Regions from separate parts of the Pan troglodytes genome. Here region 1 is linked to region 2. A link is a contact called in public Hi-C data. All regions are on one chromosome and are shown on one strand. Each heading gives the region's core, a stretch centred on a gene start, on an enhancer-like site or on the middle of the called end of the contact. The rest is flanking DNA. Distances are from core to core; before and after follow the strand shown. Region 1 has its middle 410 kb from the start of ARHGEF28. Region 2 has its middle 320 kb from the start of ENC1.

Region 1 (3,727 bases), core at 1,220-3,719, 280 kb before region 2:
TTTAAGAGTTAGCCACAAAGATTTAATTACATAAAAAATAAAACCATAAAAGTACTAGAAAAAAACATAGGTAAGTATATACTTTTAACTTGGGGAAAAGCTTTCAACATATGGCATCGAAAAGTTAAAACCACACAGAAAAGAGGGATAGATTTGAATATATAAAGATTTAAAAGTAAACCACAAAACCACTAAAGTTAAAAGGATAAAAGTTTTAAGAAAAGTAAAAAGGACAAATTGGGGGATATTCAATAGCCTTGATATAGAAATGACTCATACATACAAACAAGAAAAAGAAAATGCCTTATAGAACAAAAATAAAATATTTGCAAAAGGAGATATTCAAAAGTTTCCCCCAAAAAACAACAGATGAAAAATGTTCAAACTCACTAGTAATCTAAACAAATTAAAATAGGTAGCTATCATTCTTTACTTACCCCAGATTAAACAAAGATTTAAAAAGAATACAGTAATGCCAGCGTTAGTGAAGGACTAGAAGAACAGACTCTTAAGTACTACCTGTATATGAGTGGTTTAGAAGACCAATTTGTAACAAATGTCAGAATTCTTAAAAATTAATAGATATACTGATTTAACAAATTTGCTTTTAGGAATATATCCTAAGGAAGTTGGCCAACTCACAAAAAAATTTTTTTTCCAAATGGCTCATTTCAATGTTGTTTGTAATAGCTAAACAAAATACAAAAAAAAAAAAACAACACAAACAACAACAAAAACCCACAAAACAATGTAGATGCCTAACCCTGAAACAAAGGATTGGTTAAAAAGTACAAAGGCACTGCCACCCACTCAGATGCTATGTAGCCATTAAAAATAATATGAATCTATACTTACTGACATGGAAATTTACCCATAATATATTGTTAACAAAGAATAGAAGGTTACAGAGAATTATAGCAGGATATCATTTTTGAAAATAGTTATTTTATGTACATAAAAAATCCAGTAGGAAAGACAAAATATTGTATCATTTTTCTGATTGTAGTTTTTTTCATTCTGTTCATTTTTATTTTCTCATTTTTCTACATCAAACATGGATTAATACAAAAATAATTCAATCATTATAACACATTAAAGGTGATTAGCCTCAGGCACAAAAGATGAAGGGCATTCAGGAGGCATTTGCCATAAACCAGGAAAGAAATGAGAAAGGCTTGTGCTGGACTCCAGTGGTTTCCAGTCCTAGCTGTACTTTAGAAATACCTAGGGAGATATTAAAAAGTACTCATTTCAGGCACAACACAGACTAATTAATTTAGAGTCTCTGGGATGGGACCTTGACACTGGTATGTTTTAACGTCTGCCCCCTGCCTTGCCCCAGGTGACTCTAAAATGTGCAGGTGGAGATAAGTCCACTACTCTAAGGCAGTGGCAGTTGGAAAGGAGAAGAAGAGGATTTGGACCTGAATTACGTTCCAGGGGTGGGATCCCTAAAAAGGATATAAATCTTAGGACATGAATTTGGCTTTAGTGGGTTTCCTTTCATTCTATATAGCTCTTAAGGTCAAGTGCATTGCTGAGGAATGGACAATAGCCTCTGCTGATCCCTCTGATCTAAGCTGCAGCTGGCATGGCAGCATTGGAGGCTACATCCATTCTCAGCACATTTGGAGTGCAATGATGCTGCAGGAACAAATCGCCCACCTTCCAAATGCCCTGTGAGTGAGTCAGTGCTCAGCAGCATTGGCAAGGCGGAGCGCTGTAACTGCAAAGAAAGGATGACATCTCATATACATGTGTGAACAGGACTGTTTACTCATAGGATGATTATTTTAAAGGAGACGTTTGGTTTTTTAAGGTCCGTAGAAGTTTGTTTCATCACTAATCGCAGCGGGTGTAGGTGTTAGCTAACATACCGGTAACTGAATGTTCTTAGCAATACTGCAATAGCTTCCCTTAAGGTTTAAAAATTACAATTTGATTTTAATTGCCACCTCTCTTAATAGGTGTTACTCAAACAGGAAGGAAAATGCCACATACTCTTACCAGTTCTTGATGCCAGAGATTACTAAAGCAATTTGGAAAGATATCGAAAAGGTGTTGAGAAAATACAGGTGAATTTTAATACATGATGTGTATTGACATTTTTACTCTAGGTAGCAACAGAGAGACTTCTGTATTGCTGGGGAGGAATTATATGAGATTTTGGCTACGCAGACAGGATTTCTCACTTCTTATTGGCTGAAAAAAATAAATGAAGCCATTATAAGCAGTATTGAAATATTAATCATACCTTCCAAAATTAAACACCCTTTTAAAAATAAAAGTTACACAATCTGTCTTTCACTTCATCTTTGACTTTCATCCCAACACTGGTGGGAGGAAATAAGCTCTGGTTAAAATCAAGACTGAAAGTGACTTTGACTTTGCAGAGAACAGTGTCAAGGCGAAGAACTTGACTGTATCTTCTCTCCCACTTGGGGTCAGTGTTTAGGCACATGAGAGAAGATGAGGAACCAGGACAGGAAATGGCAGTGTTTCCACCAAAGGTCAAGGGGAACATTAATGGGCTACATTCCAGACCCAAGGCTGACGATCCTCTTCAAAGGAGTCAGTGGTGGAAACACAGACTCAGAGCCACTCCCAAAAGGTACGATGAGGTCAGGATCATTGAAGAGAGGCAGTGCACAGGGGGCATTTGGGTGAGCATCTCTAAAGTTACCTTTCCAGTTGGTCTTTGACATCAAAGTGCATATGTCTGCCTTTCATGGGCAGGTAGAAATGCTGTGCAGGTGAAAACAGGCCTCTGGCAAGATAAGAACAGAAATCTTTGAGCTTCAAATTATAGATCTTTATGTTTCACTGAAGCTTGTCTTTACAGGGGTGTCAGTCTCCACTGTGACTGACCACAAAACCCTGCAGGAAAGAGGCTGTGGGATTTCCTGTGTGGTCCCCAGACCCTAATATGCCCTTGTGGCTGCCTAATACACATCTCTATTTAAAATGTTCAGAATCTGTGTACTTGGTAAGTAAATTTCAAACAATACCCTTCCTCTCTTCCGCTCCCTGTCTCCAGACCCCCATTTTCCCTCCCTGAAGATAACCACTGCTAGTGCATTTTTAGACTTCCTACCAGAGATAGATATTCTTCTTGCACCGTTTCTCTCTCTCTCTCCACACGCACACACACTCACACACACACACACATAAATACATATACACACATAAACATAACATATACATATTTTTATATAGATAGAACTTCACACACTGCTCTGTACCTTGTCTTGTTCCCTCATGTTCACTTATCAATAAATTCTGGAGATCATTCCACACCATTCCATACAGGACTGATTCAATCTGTGCGTGAATGCATAGCACTCCACTGCAGAGGTGAACCACAATCTGTTCAACCAGGCCTCTCTAACTGACGGAATTTAGAGTTTTTCCAATCTTTGTCAATGATGCACTAAATGTCTTTGTATAACTATTTTTATGTCTGTGGAAGTATTTCTGAAAGATTAATTCCTGGATATGAAATTTCTGAGTACATGTACTTTAAGTTCTGATTGATATTGACATATTTTCCTTCAAATATCGAGCCAATTTATACTCTATCAAGAATATATGAGGCCTTGAGAATATTAAGTGAAAGAAGGCCACAAAAGACCACAGAATATATGATTCCTATATAATGAAATATCTAGCATAGGCAAATCCATACAGAAATAGGTTAATGGTCACCAGGGGTTGGGGGAAGGAAGGA
Region 2 (3,833 bases), core at 927-3,426:
TATCCACATTTCATTTGGTAAATTAAATCCCTTTGAGCTTATTTACCATCTTGAAGATAGTGCTATTCTCTGTGAGCAGAAGTTTCAAAGTGAGATTATGCTAATAACTCATCCTTGTGTCTCATTGGCTTAGCACACAGGGATGACTAGTGACATGGCATCTGCACAGAGGATGCTCTCCCCTGTCTCCAGAATATGCTGGCATTCAGCCCTCTGCTTGGCTGGAATTTTTAGTTTTGGGGTCTTTTGATGTTTGTTTAGGGAGGGAGGGAATATTATTATTACCTTGACGCTACATACCTCGGAGGTTTTAGAACTTCTGGCACATCTATCATTTACTGAGCACCTACTACATACCAGACCCTGTGCTTAGTTCATGCACATGCATTATCTCAACAATTGTCTCTTGAGATGGATATCGTATCTCTCCATTATGCAAACTGATATGTCAAGAAGTTAAATTTCTTATCCTAGCTAAAAGAAATAGTAACGATTTTTAAATTGGAAGCTAAATATACATCTATTGACTATCTCAGAGCCCCCTCCCCAGGACTGTAGCTTTGCCCAACCATCAGAACCAGGAAGAAGCTGCCACTGTGTCTGTGAACTGTAGCCACACAAACATGTGTGCAATGTTCCTACCTACACAAAATGTGAATGTGTCAGCATTTGCCCAACTTCTTAATAAGGTACTTGCCATTCTTCCCAGTCACTGGGAGCCCAAGGACAGCAGGAGCATTTATTTCTTCCTCTGCATGTGAAAATATACAACTCAACCTCAGTGCATAACCCATGGCTAGTAAAGTGGTCAAAAGAAGTACCTGGAGCCTACCAAATAAGAAACATGCAAATGGTATGTGAACCATCCAGTGTTACCAGCTCTCTGGTCAACCCAGTGCTGACTTTCCTACTTGGCCTCTTGGGAAAGAGATAATGATCAAAGTAAACAATTTTACCACATGTTAGAAAGTTCTAGGTATGAGATAGTTAAATTCAGGGAGAATACAATCATAAATTAATACACTTTTTTGATTATTTATGAACATATATGGTCTGGTTAATGCAGAGAATTAGAATATGAAAAGAACCATATTGAAGAATATTAGTCCTCAACGTGAAGACAAGCTGATCTCATCACCACCTCTGGTCACCTATATTTCTCTTATTGCAGCTAATCAATATGGCCCACTATAGTGGGAATAATTATGATTACATAACTATGTATCTGAAATTTCATCAGGTTAGAATCTGCTCAGCCTTTCCCCAAATCCATATCTCCCAATTTTGCGAGGCATGTGGTCCACAAGAAATCACTGCTCTTCCAAGAATTGGTATAGAGACAGTCAAAGGTCACCAAGAGTCACCAAGTCATAGGGCAGTTCTCAAACTTTTCCACCAAAATCTCTCAAGGGCAGAGGGAGCCAATATGTCACTTGAAGGGTGAGCCCAAATGCCTTCAACAAGTAAATGGCTTCTTCAAAGTCTCATGCTTGTGATAATCTTTCATTTTTGCCCATAAGTCCACGTATTTCAATATAAAAATAATCTTTTTTATTACTTATGTACTTAGAGTTGAAGCTTTAAGAATGCATCCATGAATCTAGTATTTCAAGTGCCACCTTACATTCTGAGGGTAGAAATATGGAATCTAATGTCCTCAGTTCTTAAAAATTAGAGCAAAGGGTAGGAGAGAGAGAAAATGGATGAAAAGAAGCCGTCTGGTCAACTGAATGACAGAGCTAAATTTATTGCAAATTGATAATAAGAACAAACCCTAGCCTGCTCTATTTTAAAGAAGACTGTGCAAATGTGTGTGCATTGTCTCCCAGTTACACAGGCAGTATAAGCACCATTTCACAGCAAGGATCAATTGTAACAGAGCTACTGAATGGCTCATTTCCCTGCAACCAGGGGGCTGACTCATGGGAATGTTTCTGCACTGATCCAGCCTGGAAATCCCCACAGAACCTTCCCAGTCTCTCGTTCCCTCCTCAGCAGTGAGGTGGGGAGATGAGCCTCCTCCCAGGGTTCTCAGGCACCATGTCTCAGCTGCCCTTAGCTTGACACGCCAGTCTTCCCCGTGATTGGAGTCTTCATAGGGAATGGGCCCCAGAGTGTAGTAGAAGTGGCTGCCATGGTGAGGTCCTGTTACACACGCTTCAGGCTGTTGCCACCAGGCCTTATCTGGCCATCTGTGCATATCTGTGAGGACAGTTGCCATGGCACCAGCCTGTGGGCAGTGAGAGAGGTGCTGGAAGGGAATTCAGAGCCTGAATAACCCTGGGGTGAGTAACAGAAAGCGAGGAGGCAGTGCAGGGAGGGGTAAGGAAGGTGCTAGAAGTTCTGTGAGATTATGTCAGAGATAGTGCTGCTCCTTAAAGCTCCCTCAGAAAGAGCCACCAGTCTCCTTCCCTCACCAGACCTCCTTGGGCCATCATGGCTGCCTTGGGCTCTCAGCTGGGGCCACATGTTTACCCTTGTCTGGCACAAGGGCATTTGCCATGGCCTCCAAGCCTGTCTTCCCCTCTGGCCTCACCACTATACCACCCACCACATCTTCTCCTTTCTGCTTTCAAAACCTACTCTAGGAATATTCTCTAGAGATCCTGGAATATTCCCTGACGCCCTCACCGTTGCTCTCATTTCCATACAAGGATAAAATAGATGTATGTACATGTGTGTAAGGTGTTTTAGTTGTGAGCAGCAAGCCAGACCTGGAAAGAAAAAAATCAAAACAGAGTAAAACAGTGAATCTAAAAAGAATTACGTGAAAAACAATTTCTATGATTTTCAAGTAAAGGAGGAGAGCATCTGCATGGGAGGGGAACCTCTGTTCCCTCCAGAATACTGGGGTATGGAAGGTTGCAATATCTTCTGATATGAGGACAAAAACCCAAAAAAAGGAAAGAGAGGCAACAGAAAAAGGAACAGAGAAAAAAGGAAAACGGAGACTAACTCAAGAGCAGGGGAAAGCAAGGTCACTTCATAGTCAGAGAGAAAATATTTTGAGGATTTTGGAACAAAAATACCTTCAGACTTTGCCCACAACAGAATCTGAAGTGCGAGTTGAGTATAGAAGAAACAATTGGGTTTTGAATGTTCTCCTCTGTGAGCTGGGCAGAGGAACTGGAACTCAGAGCCCAGGATGGTGATAATGACTAATATTTATATGGTGCATACTATATGTAGGCACTCTTCTGAATGCATCCCATGTTTTAATCCCCTTAATGTTCACAGCAACTCTCTGAGAAGGCAATATCACTCTCCCCAATTATAGTTGTGAAACCTGGGCCCAGAGAGGGCAAACAGCTTGCCCAAGGTCACACAGCTAGTAAGTGGGGCGCCCAAGATTTGAACACAGGTGGTCTGACCCTGAACCCAGCCCTCTTTACCACTACCCACTAGTGTGTGTTCATAGTTACTCTCAGTAATAGTTTCCCAAAAGCAAAGTTACAAGTTTAAAAAAAGAAAGAAATGGGTGGAGACAAATTTCAAGCAGGTTTTAGGAAAGCAACCTCTAAGTGTGAGAGGGCTGGATAATTAATGATGCTCCACCATGCGGGAGAATGAGCAGGAGTCTCAGAGAAATCCCTGGCTTAGAACCTCTGACTTTCCTTTGTTCTTCAGTTGGTTCTGAGCATTGAGTAGGTGGACGAAAGGTCTCCTAAGGATATCATTATCTCATAGCCCCACTGCTGCTTAAAAAGCCTCAGCCTTGAGTTTCTAAGTGTCCTTCAGTCTTTTTTAAAGACTTAAACTAGAGCCAGATGTGATAGCATGTGCCTGTAATCCCAGCTATTCAGGAGGCTGAGGCAGGAGGATCGCTCGAGCCC

Evidence for each region. A called contact is a pair of places that touch in the nucleus more often than the background predicts.
Region 1: a Hi-C map of stem cell-derived neural progenitor cells shows a contact between it and region 2, with 2.1 times the contacts expected there. The contact joins two enhancer-like sites. A contact is called at or near these places in 2 of 7 Hi-C or Micro-C datasets (blood and stem cell-derived neural progenitor cells).

What each region holds. Positions count from the first base shown.
Region 1 is chr4:42,019,458-42,023,184 of NHGRI_mPanTro3-v2.0_pri, reverse strand. No RefSeq gene overlaps it. Among named protein-coding and RNA genes, the nearest start is that of ARHGEF28, 410 kb to the left of the region's middle. Within about 2 kb of position 2,469, at least 3 of the 24 cell types and tissues checked have an H3K27ac peak or open chromatin away from gene starts, as enhancers often do. A contact at or near this core is called in stem cell-derived neural progenitor cells, where this site is marked.
Region 2 is chr4:41,735,539-41,739,371 of NHGRI_mPanTro3-v2.0_pri, reverse strand. No RefSeq gene overlaps it. Among named protein-coding and RNA genes, the nearest start is that of ENC1, 320 kb to the right of the region's middle. Within about 2 kb of position 2,176, at least 8 of the 24 cell types and tissues checked have an H3K27ac peak or open chromatin away from gene starts, as enhancers often do. A contact at or near this core is called in stem cell-derived neural progenitor cells, where this site is marked.